Regions from separate parts of the Urocitellus parryii genome. Here region 1 is linked to region 2. A link is a contact called in public Hi-C data. All regions are on one chromosome and are shown on one strand. The core of a region is the stretch at or near the end of the contact, and the rest is flanking DNA. Distances in the headings are between cores, read along the strand shown. Region 1 holds the start of Rgs16 (regulator of G protein signaling 16). Region 2 holds the start of Npl (N-acetylneuraminate pyruvate lyase).

The links. Hi-C and Micro-C count contacts between places; a contact is called where the count stands out from the background.
Region 1: a Hi-C map of liver shows a contact between it and region 2, with 2.4 times the contacts expected there. The contact joins the promoter of Rgs16 here to the promoter of Npl in region 2. A contact is called at or near these places in 2 of 2 Hi-C or Micro-C datasets (liver and muscle).

Annotation. Positions count from the first base shown.
Region 1 is chr9:132,351,837-132,356,617 of mUroPar1.hap1, reverse strand. Rgs16 (regulator of G protein signaling 16) reads right to left here and starts at 2,273. Exons shown (of 5, transcript XM_026392860.2): 1 at 2,139-2,273; 2 at 1,202-1,312; 3 at 399-460; 4 at 1-116. The coding sequence starts at 2,182.
Region 2 is chr9:132,171,787-132,176,851 of mUroPar1.hap1, reverse strand. Npl (N-acetylneuraminate pyruvate lyase) reads left to right here and starts at 3,216. Exons shown (of 12, transcript XM_077802390.1): 1 at 3,216-3,431.

The DNA.
Region 1 (4,781 bases), core at 1,024-3,523, 180 kb before region 2:
GGAGGCCAGCTTGGCAGCTGATCGGATCTTCTTGAACTCCTCGCAGGCCAGCCAGAACTCCAGGTTCTCCTCGCTGAACTCTGTCTTCAGGAAGGCGTGGAAAGCAGCCACTCCATCTGGGGTTGAGGGGAGAAAGGAGGAAACAGGTCAGACTGGGGACAGTGAGGAATAAAAGAAGAAAAGACAGCAATTGCAATAATGGCTCTATTTTTAGGATGTAATTTTCTCAAACAAGGACCTGCCTTTGTATTTTGAAAAGAGGCTGGCACACTAGGGGATCATGTTATTATTACTACTACTATTCTTTCGCCCGTGCTTTCAGCATCCCTCGGACTGGCTCCAAAGCACATGAGTACACATGTGTCATCCACAGACAGACACAACAGAGTCCTACTTACTTTTACTGCTCAGCAGTAAGTCAAAGGACTCTTTCCATCCCAGCACGTCTTCTGAGAAGCTTCTACTAGGGGAAAAAAAAAGTCAATATTTTAAAATTAAAGCAAAACAACAACAACAAAAAAGCATAGCCCAAATCCTAGCCAGAACCCTGATGAGAAGCTGCATAATTCACACAAAAACTTGCTCAGTGATTTATCAAGCTGACTCCTCAAACTCTTAGCTAGAGCCAGGATAAATGGTGGTGTCAATTCAGTGATCAGAAACCAAAGTCAGGGACCCTTTAATCCTCAGTGAGTATCTTTAAGGCTGTTTCTTAGCTTCCAAAATTGCTTCCATTTCCCTGACTCTGAGAGCTTTGTTGTGTACACCTCCACAAGGAATAAGGGCCTTGTATAGGAATTGTATCACCCCAGAGCCCAGTGCAGCTCCTGGCCCAGTTGATGTTAGTATGAAAGGGTTTCTAGGCAAGGTGCACACTAATGGAAGTAGAGTCATTAATAACTACTTCAAGTGGCCCTGGACCCTGTCCTATCCCCAGCTATATGTACTGTGAATTCCCAGAAGGGAGCATCTAGTAACTGTTCATGACCTGAGTGCAGTCAACTGTTGGTAGACTTAGAAGCCTAAAGCCACCAACCCACTCTCCCCTGAGTCAAGTGGCCACCAGACCAATAAGAAGTCCCATTAACATCTTAAGGGAGGGGTTGCCAAGGTTCACCCTAGCATGTCCTAGTTTCTTCTTGTATTCTCCTTCTTAGGCTCCCTCCCTGCTAGGAGCCCTGGGTTGGATGGCAGGACTTACCTCTCTTTGTTGTGTTTACTGCTCCACTCGAACTTGCCAACATTCCCAGAATCAGAGCCCAGCTCTGATTTGTGAAGAAAGATTCCCAGACGTGTCTTGAATTCTTTGGCTCTGAAAGACAAATCATGAGCATGAAAGGATTCTCCATTGACCCAGTCAGCACAGACAGGTTTGTGGGGTCCCAGAAGAGCTCTGCCACCCAAATTTCAGCCTCAAGAGCTCCTGGAAATGCTTGGCTGTTCCCAGGGCCCAAACTGTGCTTCTCTTTTTAGTATCTTCAAGCCTGAAGCAACAGCAGCAATGTCTGAACTGTGCCCTGGTAGGTCAACTCTTTCTGGGTTTACAGTCCTGCCCATATAGAGTTTTTTCCTACTTAAAAAGTAAGATCTTTGTGCCATTTAGCATCCCCTAAGCTTGTCAGGAGAATTTCTGGAACTGCGAGGAAATTGATTCCCGCCTTCATCTTTAACTTTTCCTTCCTGAGACACCAATTCCATGGAAGCTGCATAATAGCTCTCTAGGAAGTTCACACATCCCTCGCTGGTGGGACATGAGTAAGACTTCCCTGCCCTCCCAGAAGTAAAAGAAGTCCAGCGCCCATCCCTGCGCTGTGCAATCAAAACCAAGTGTACAAGAAACTGGGACAGGCTCAGTGCTGCCTGGAGGCGACAACGTGGTCATCCAGCAGAGAGATCTTGGGCAGGCTTACCGCCCTTTGTCAGAGAATGGGGAACGCAACGCAGCACACAACGGGCCTCGGCTTCCCTTCGCTTTTCCTACTCCCTGTTGGTGGTATCAAGTTGCCCTCTGGCTCGCCACTCAAGTCACTAGAGTCCCATTCCCCCGTCCACTCAAGTCCCCAAGCCTGCCGCTCTGCTCCCTAAGAGTTGGCGGGGCTTGGCCTCCTTCCCCCGGTAGCTAGACAAACTCCTCTTACCTCTCCAGACAGGTGGTGGGGAAGGTGGCCAGGGTGCGACACATGGTTGCAGGCGCTGGGCAGCACGTCCTGAGGAGGATGGTGGCGGGTTCCAGGGGACTCGCGAGGGGCAAGCGGAGGCCTTCACTTGCACTGGCCGGGTCTGTCAGCCTGCATGCGCCTGGCCGGGCTGCCCGGGCTTTTATTCCCTCGGAGGGGCGGGGTGGGGCGGGGCGGGGCGCCGCTGACCAATCAGAGGGCGTGGCTGGGCGCCGCGAGGGCGGAGGCGGGGCCGAGGCCCCACGTGGGAGGGCGAGACTGGCACACACGGGGTCTGCGGCGGGCGGGCGAGCGGGGCTGCCCCCTCCTGCCCGGGATGTAGCGTGGCGAGCCAGGAGCTGCAGGGAGAAGGCGGAGGGGGGACGCACCGCCCCAGCATGGTAGGGAAAAACCCGGCGACCTCTAGTAAAAGCTGGAAACTGACACGGCGGTGTCAGGAGGGTTCGTGTGGAGGTGGCGGGTCGGGAAGGGCGACACGGGGGCGAACGCAGAAATGTCTGAGCCTCTTGAATCTTGAAGGACAGGAGCACAGGGTGCAGCTCGCCCGTGACTGTACAGTTAGCTGCCAGTTAAATTATCCTCCTCCTCATCATCCTGCCCATTTTATAGATGAAGAAACAGAAGCTCTAAAAGCTACAGAGTTGCCCAATCAGAATTGGAAATAGCAAATATGTAGGGGCACTTTTTACTAGACACAGAGAAGTTAAACTGCTCAAAGTTTTACAGTTAGTTAAGTGTTGGTGCCTTAATTCAGGGCTTCATCATGGTTTTCCAACTGCCATAAAGAGAAAGAGAAGGGGAAAAAAAAATCTCAGAACCTCTGTAACTGAATGACCCTGGGTTTAAGCAGGATCAATAAGCTAGCTCAGGGTCCCCATCCTCAAGACACAGGTAATAAATGCTCTGTCTCTTATCATCTTCCCATAAAAGAATTATAGTCTCCCCCACTGCCCCTCAGTTCCTATGGGGATTGCTATTAAGAGGCTGAAGTGAAGTGAAGGGTACAGGTCCAGAGCTAGATTTTCAGGTTTCAAATCATGGCTCTGATATTTGCTGATGGGAGACCTGGAGCAAACTTCTTCACCTTTCCATGCCTCAATTTCCTTGTCTTTAAGATGAGACACCAGTACACTTATTTCATAAGGTTGTTGTGAGGACTACACCGGTTTATTCTTGGTTTTCGTTCCCCCAGAAAACATGCTCAGGCAGAGGCTGAGGAGGTTTGCTGGGGAGAGGGAGGAGGAGTGAATGCCATGCCATTTCAGCAACCCCCAGCTGGGCCCAGAGGGTGCTCTGGGGTTCAGTTGACCCTTCATTAGGTTTTCCACTGAAGGGAGGGGACACATCTTTGTACCCCTGCATCTCTGCAGCTGCCTGGAGAAATGGCCTAATCTTAAATAAGATTTAAGCTTATTTAAGCTTCCCTCTATCCAGAACAACTCCTGGAAAAAAAGCTACAGTGGACATCAGACTGGGAGTTGGTGGCCAGAGTCCTGGGTGGCAAGCCACAGCATCCTCAGCAACATGTAAGGTGCATAGAACAGGCTCAGCATGCAGTCGGCACTCCATAAGTGCTAGCTTTCAGTTTTACTTATAAGGATACTGGAATTTTAGAGAATAAGGAAAATAGTAAGTATTTTTGTGTCTCTCGGGATGTAGGTTTTTATTTCATAAGAGGCATCTTGACAGCTGCTGATCCTCAGCAAGGCCTGCTTTGTGTTTCTAGAAGTAAAGGGTCAGAAAAGAGAGAAACACGGAGGTTCCCACCCGAGAGCTCTCAGCAAGCAGACCAAGGAAAGGTGGCAGGGGAAGGAAGGGGAAAACCACGGTGGGGGTGGGGGTGAGCTTGTGGTTGAGGCCGCTACAGCAACAGAAGCCCAAATCAGAATACTGTGTGGGATCTTTTGTCAAAGCAGATCCCCTTGTTGAGCCAAGGCCTGTGGAAGATACCCAGTGAGTCAAAACCGTGCACTCTGAATTGCCAATCATAGTCCTTCCCAGACCTCCCCGTTAGCTGGTGCAGGCAGGTGCCACAGCAGCCCTCACATGGCAGTGCCATCTCAGACGCCAGCCTCCGCCCTCATTCCCATCTTGCCAGCCAGGCTCTCACTCTGTCTTCCTCACAGGTCCAGGGCTGGATGAATGCAGGGCAGCGGCATGCAGCCAGGCAAAACGGGGGGGCCACCTTGTTGAACCACTTTGCTTCTCAGCGGTCCTTCATCTACGTAGTGAGGCAGCCAGCCCCAGCCGGTCAGCAGGGCATTCTGCTGGAGGGGTTGGCCAGCTGGGGTGAGAATTGGTTCACCCATACTTCTGGTGTCCCTAGGCATGCTTTTATGATGCAGCTGCCAGGGGAAGATGTGGGTGTCATCTGTGAGACAGCTGTTCTCCATGTGACAAAAAGGAGTTTAGGGAGGGCTCCAACCCACAGTCTCACCCTTGGTGGCACCATGTTTGAATCAGGCTGGACATGGCCACATGACAACAATAATACTGATTATGCAGAGAATCCCCTCAAACCCCCCTAGTCTTTCTGCATCCCTGTGAATAGGCCAGAGGAGGTTTGTTATTTCCGTTTTGCAGACAACAAACAGCTGTCCCTGA
Region 2 (5,065 bases), core at 1,967-4,466:
TTTTTTCTAAATGAAATAATAAGCATCCATTCACATCAACAAGAAAAAGCTGAGGACTTGTTTATGGCTATGTTCCTCCTGATTTATGAGTACAATGTCAAATATTAGAAAGTAGACTATAGGCAGCTCCAGTGGCTTCAAAGCCTGAAACTCTTTTGATTTACATGATTTTCAAGAGTTACAATCTTTTCTGACATACATTGATTATCTAAGATATTGAGTACATTGTTCAAAATATTTTTCTGTAACCTTAGACAATCATGATTAAGCTTTTGCGTTTTTACTCAATCACTAGGTGCTAGGCAACGCAACTAGACTACATGACTCCTGACCTATTATTCACTTCTAACTTTAAAGCATACCTATAATTATTTCATTAACCTTTAACTTTAAAGCATACTTATGATTATTGGTAAGCTTTCTTTTTTTTTAAAGAGAGAGTGAGAGAGGAGAGAGAGAGAGAGAGAGAGAGAGAGAGAGAGAGAGAGAGAGAGAATTTTTAATATTTATTTTTTAGTTCTCGGCGGACACAACATCTTTGTTGGTATGTGGTGCTGAGGATCGAACCCCGGCCGCACGCATGCCAGGCGAGCGCGCTACCGCTTGAGCCACATCCCCATCCCCGGTAAGCTTTCTTTTTAAATTTTTTTATTTGTTTTAATTAGTCATACATGACAGTACAATGACTTTTACTTCTAAACTAAAATCCCAGTAAAACACACTTAAAATAGTGAAAGTCTATTATTTAAAAGCCTACTACTCTGAAGTGCCTCTAAAATATATCTATGTTAATTTTACATTATTCTATTTTAATTTCCAAGGTAATTTCCTTTTTTTCATATGACCTATTCAACTGCTTTCTTAATCTTTTTTTTTTTTTTTTGGCGGGGTTCTTTTTTTTTTTTTCTCTTTTTTGGAACTGGGGGTCAAACCCAGGGTTTTTCGAATGCAAGGCAGACACTTTGCCACTGAGCTACATCCCAGCCTCAACTGCCTTCTTTTTTTTTTTTTTTTTAATTTTAATATTTTATTTTTTAGTTCTCTGCGGACACAACATCTTTGTTGGTATGTGGTGCTGAGGATTGAACCCGGGCCGCACGCATGCCAGGCGCATGCCAGGCGAGCGCGCTACCGCTTGAGCCACATCCCCAGCCCCTCAACTGCCTTCTTAAAGAATTCCTTGATCCTTGGTCAAAGCACACCAATTCTTATGTCTTTGTAATCTTCAACTAAAGGGCAGGCTTTACACCTCAACCCATTTGTCATTTATATTAACTATGTATTTTCCATTTTCATCATAAGTTTCTGCAAAAAGCAAAGGAGGGCCTATTGATTGGGGAATGTATTTTTATTAGTCTCTTGTTCTCGAGGGGATACCATAAGCTACATACGGTGGTCCTTGTACTGTTGGCACAGCAATTGTTTTTCTGTAGCTAGGCTATGTGATTTTAGGATGAGGTTGGGGGAGGCTGGTATAAATTGTTAACCATGGGATAAATTTCTCATTGCTTAGGCTTGAGGAATAACATCATTGTTTGTATCCTGTGAGATATTGAAACATACCTCATGGCATGTCTCCATTGTACCCTTAGTCTCATTCTGAGAATTTTCCTGCAATCTCAGGCAATGCATACTTTTATTACTGATGACGTATGCCCTGTTATCATATGAGTTATCATAAACAAAACACTTAACATTCCTAATGGTTCCAGTTTCCAGATGGTATGCCTTGCCACAGCATCCCCCATGCTGTGACCCTGTCAGACAGCGGGTGCAGGAATGCCTTCACCAGGTGGACTTGCAAGTTCCAGGGCAGATCAGCCTCAGAAATTTAGAAAGACCCTATCTCAATTTTTTTTAATTAAAAGAGTATTTAGGAAAAAAAAAAAAACCACATATGTTATGTCCATGTACAAATATACCACAATAAATCCCACTTGTATATATATTGATGAAGCACCGATTAAAATAATAGTAGAAGGGAGATCAGTTGAGCAAGTGGATCAGGGGAAGAGAGGAAATGAGGGAATGGGAAGTGTACGGAAAGAAGCAAATGAAGATAACAGGGGCCGTGGCTCAACAGTAGCAGGTTTATTTGGGACAAACCTGGGGATGAGGGCCAGTAGAGACTGGGACCCTTTTCCACTTACAGTAGATAACAGGGGCATGAGGACCGGGGGAATTTTTATGATTAGTCGGTTGCTAGGGGTTGTCAGGAAAGTGCCTTTTGGTCACTTTCTTTGAGGTGATCACTGCCCCATGTGGAACCATGTGTTTTCCGGGATTCAGTACTAGATACATTAATTTCCTTTCTTTGCAAGATGGTGAAGTATCGTCTGGGTTTTAAGGTCAGGCTGAGTCAGCGTAACCGTGAAGTGACTCTTGCTAAGATGGAGGAAATGTTTCAAAATGGGACTGCCTGTGTCAAGTTCTACCTAACTGGAAGATACTGGGGAATGAGGTTAATCAAATTGTAATGAATCCCACTATTATATATAATTATAATCTTAAAAAAAAAAAAAGCTTGAGATGTAGCTCAGTGGTTTAGCAAGGGTGTGGGGGCTTGGGTTCCATCGCCAGTAGCATTTGCATCACAAACAAATAACGCTTCTAGACATTTCTACAAGTACAGACATTTTATTTTAAAAAAAATACAAAACAAAACGTTTCCCTTTCAAAACTCTTCCAATTGTTCTCCAGCATACACCAGAAAACCTCCTGCATCAGTAGCTAAGCCATTTCTAAATCCGCCATCTCCTTCGCCCAGGAGAGCGAGCCAGGCTGGGGCAGCGGCGGGGCCTGAAGAGAGCCAGGCCTGATGGGCAGCGGGGTCCCCCAGGCTTGGTAAAGGCAGCCCGGACCTCACACCGCAGAGGCACCAATACCGGGTCTGGCAGAAACGGGGCCAGAGAAGAAAAGCTAAGACCGAGGAACCGAGCGGCAAGGGCCGGGCGCCGAAGGGGCAGGGAGAGGCTTCGTGGGCTCCGCGCCCCCAGCCCCTGGTCGGAGGCTTTGACTCCCGGGGCACCGGACTTGGCGCCGACCGCATTTCGGAGCACAGTTAAGGTCACCCCGGCGGAGGAGGCGACTCAGGGCCACTCCGGCTCGGGCGGCGCGCCGCGGGCGGGGCCGTGGAACTACAATCCCCAGGCGCCCGAGCGCGGCACGTGGTCCTGCGCCAGCCGACTTAAAGAGCGCGTCCTGGGCGCCCGGGACCGAGGCGCGTCGTGCGCGGCTCCGCTGCGAGGACCGGCGGGCGCAGGCAGACGAGGCGCTCGCGTTCCTGCCCAGAGGCGCGGGGAACAGGCGCTGGGGTCGGTGAGACCGCGCGACCCGAGCCCAGAAGGAAGCAGATACACTGGGGAATGCAGCAGAGCGAGTGTGAATGCGACACCCTCCCGGCCCGGGCAAGTGTCACTCCCCCGGCTTCGGTAGGGACCGCGTAGTCGGGTCTCCGAGGATCCTTGTCTCAAAATGATCAGTTAGCCTTTGAGCCGAAGGGATTCTAACGATTACACATGAAAAATTGGTTCTATTTCTGCCTTTTCTTTTTTTCAAATGTCTCTACTTCTTCTTCTCCTTGGGCAAAGCTAGATTTTCCCCCTCCCCTTTTAAAAATTTTATGTTTTTTTTTTTTTAACTTTGCCTTTCTCTAGAGAATTTTGACTTAAGCCACTTGAGTTCTTTGCAGTTCTTATCTGTGGATACAGGTGTAAGTTTTTAATAAAAACTTCAGTGTTTTAATAATTACATTCTAAATTCACATTAAGCCTTGGGCTGGAGAACATTTTTACCATTTGCTCTTGATAAAAGCTATCAAGAAAGGATAACATCCCAAGGTGTATTTTGAAACTCGAATTTTGAAAATATTGTTCATCCTGTGTTAAAATTGGGCTCTTGTACCCCTTCTTTTTCTATAGGATTTTAACACCTCACTAAGTCAGCAAGTGTTCTTTATTTAGTGCATTGCTTTCTGCAAAGATAAAATTTTGAAGCTCTTCCTACCCTCAGATGGCTGGCAGTGGAGGAGAGGAACCCAAACTTTCCTGCTTCTAACTCTGTCAGGAGGTTTTTATGAAAAGCAAGTGTTAGGAGGAAATTCTGAGGGTTAAGAAATAATTTTCAGCTGGGAGGACCAGGGAATTCACTGGCTTTTAAAGTGAGTTTTTTAAAGGTGGCTAAACTGAGGGGACTGCAGTGGGAGTACCTTGGGAACAAAGACTAGCAGGCCAGGGCCAAGAGGAGCCACAGGGAGCAGTTAATATACAGTTTTGGCTGGTGCACTGGACTGTGGGGACAGGCCAGGGAGTTGGCCCCAGGAATGTTCCAGCTCCTGGAGGATGCATCTGGCAGCCCCTGTGGCTTGAAGAAGAGAGTGGTTCCCAGTCCCTAACCTGTATTCTCCAAGCCCTATGTTTTGAACTACTCAAGTGGCAATTAATTTGATTTATTTCAACTAAAGACAGAACATCCTGAGACTATCAGGATTACTAAGTATGAAATAAATGCAGCCCTAAGCAGAAACCAGAAGTCTGTTTAGCCTGAACCTGCTAGTAGTGTTTGATTTAGGAGACTTTTGATGCCAGCTTAAGTGCTGGGCACTCCTATCATTTGAACCTTGTTGCACTTTGATGGGCCCCATGGGCCAAGGGTTATGTCCACTGGTCTAGATAAGCAGTAACAAGAAATAAGTCATGAGAAGGGCGGTAAAGGAGAGAAAGAATTGCCAGGGGAAAAGATAGCAAAACTGAAATGCCTCAGTTCCTGAATAGACAGGCATAGAGAGGCTTGAGGAGGAGATGCCAGCAGAATGTGTATACCTGGGAAGATGGTGCTGGGAAAGGAATCATAATACCTGTGCCATCTTTTTATGTTCATCAGGCAAGACTTCATGGAGGGCACTGAACATGTACTAGCTATGTGCCTGGCACTGTTGTCAAGCATGTTACATTTAATTTCTCAACTACCCTATGAAACATATCCCCATTTACAGAAGGGTAACTAAGCACAGAGAGGTCATGTAACAGGCCAAAGTTTGCCAGGATGCGGACCCATGAAGTTCAAC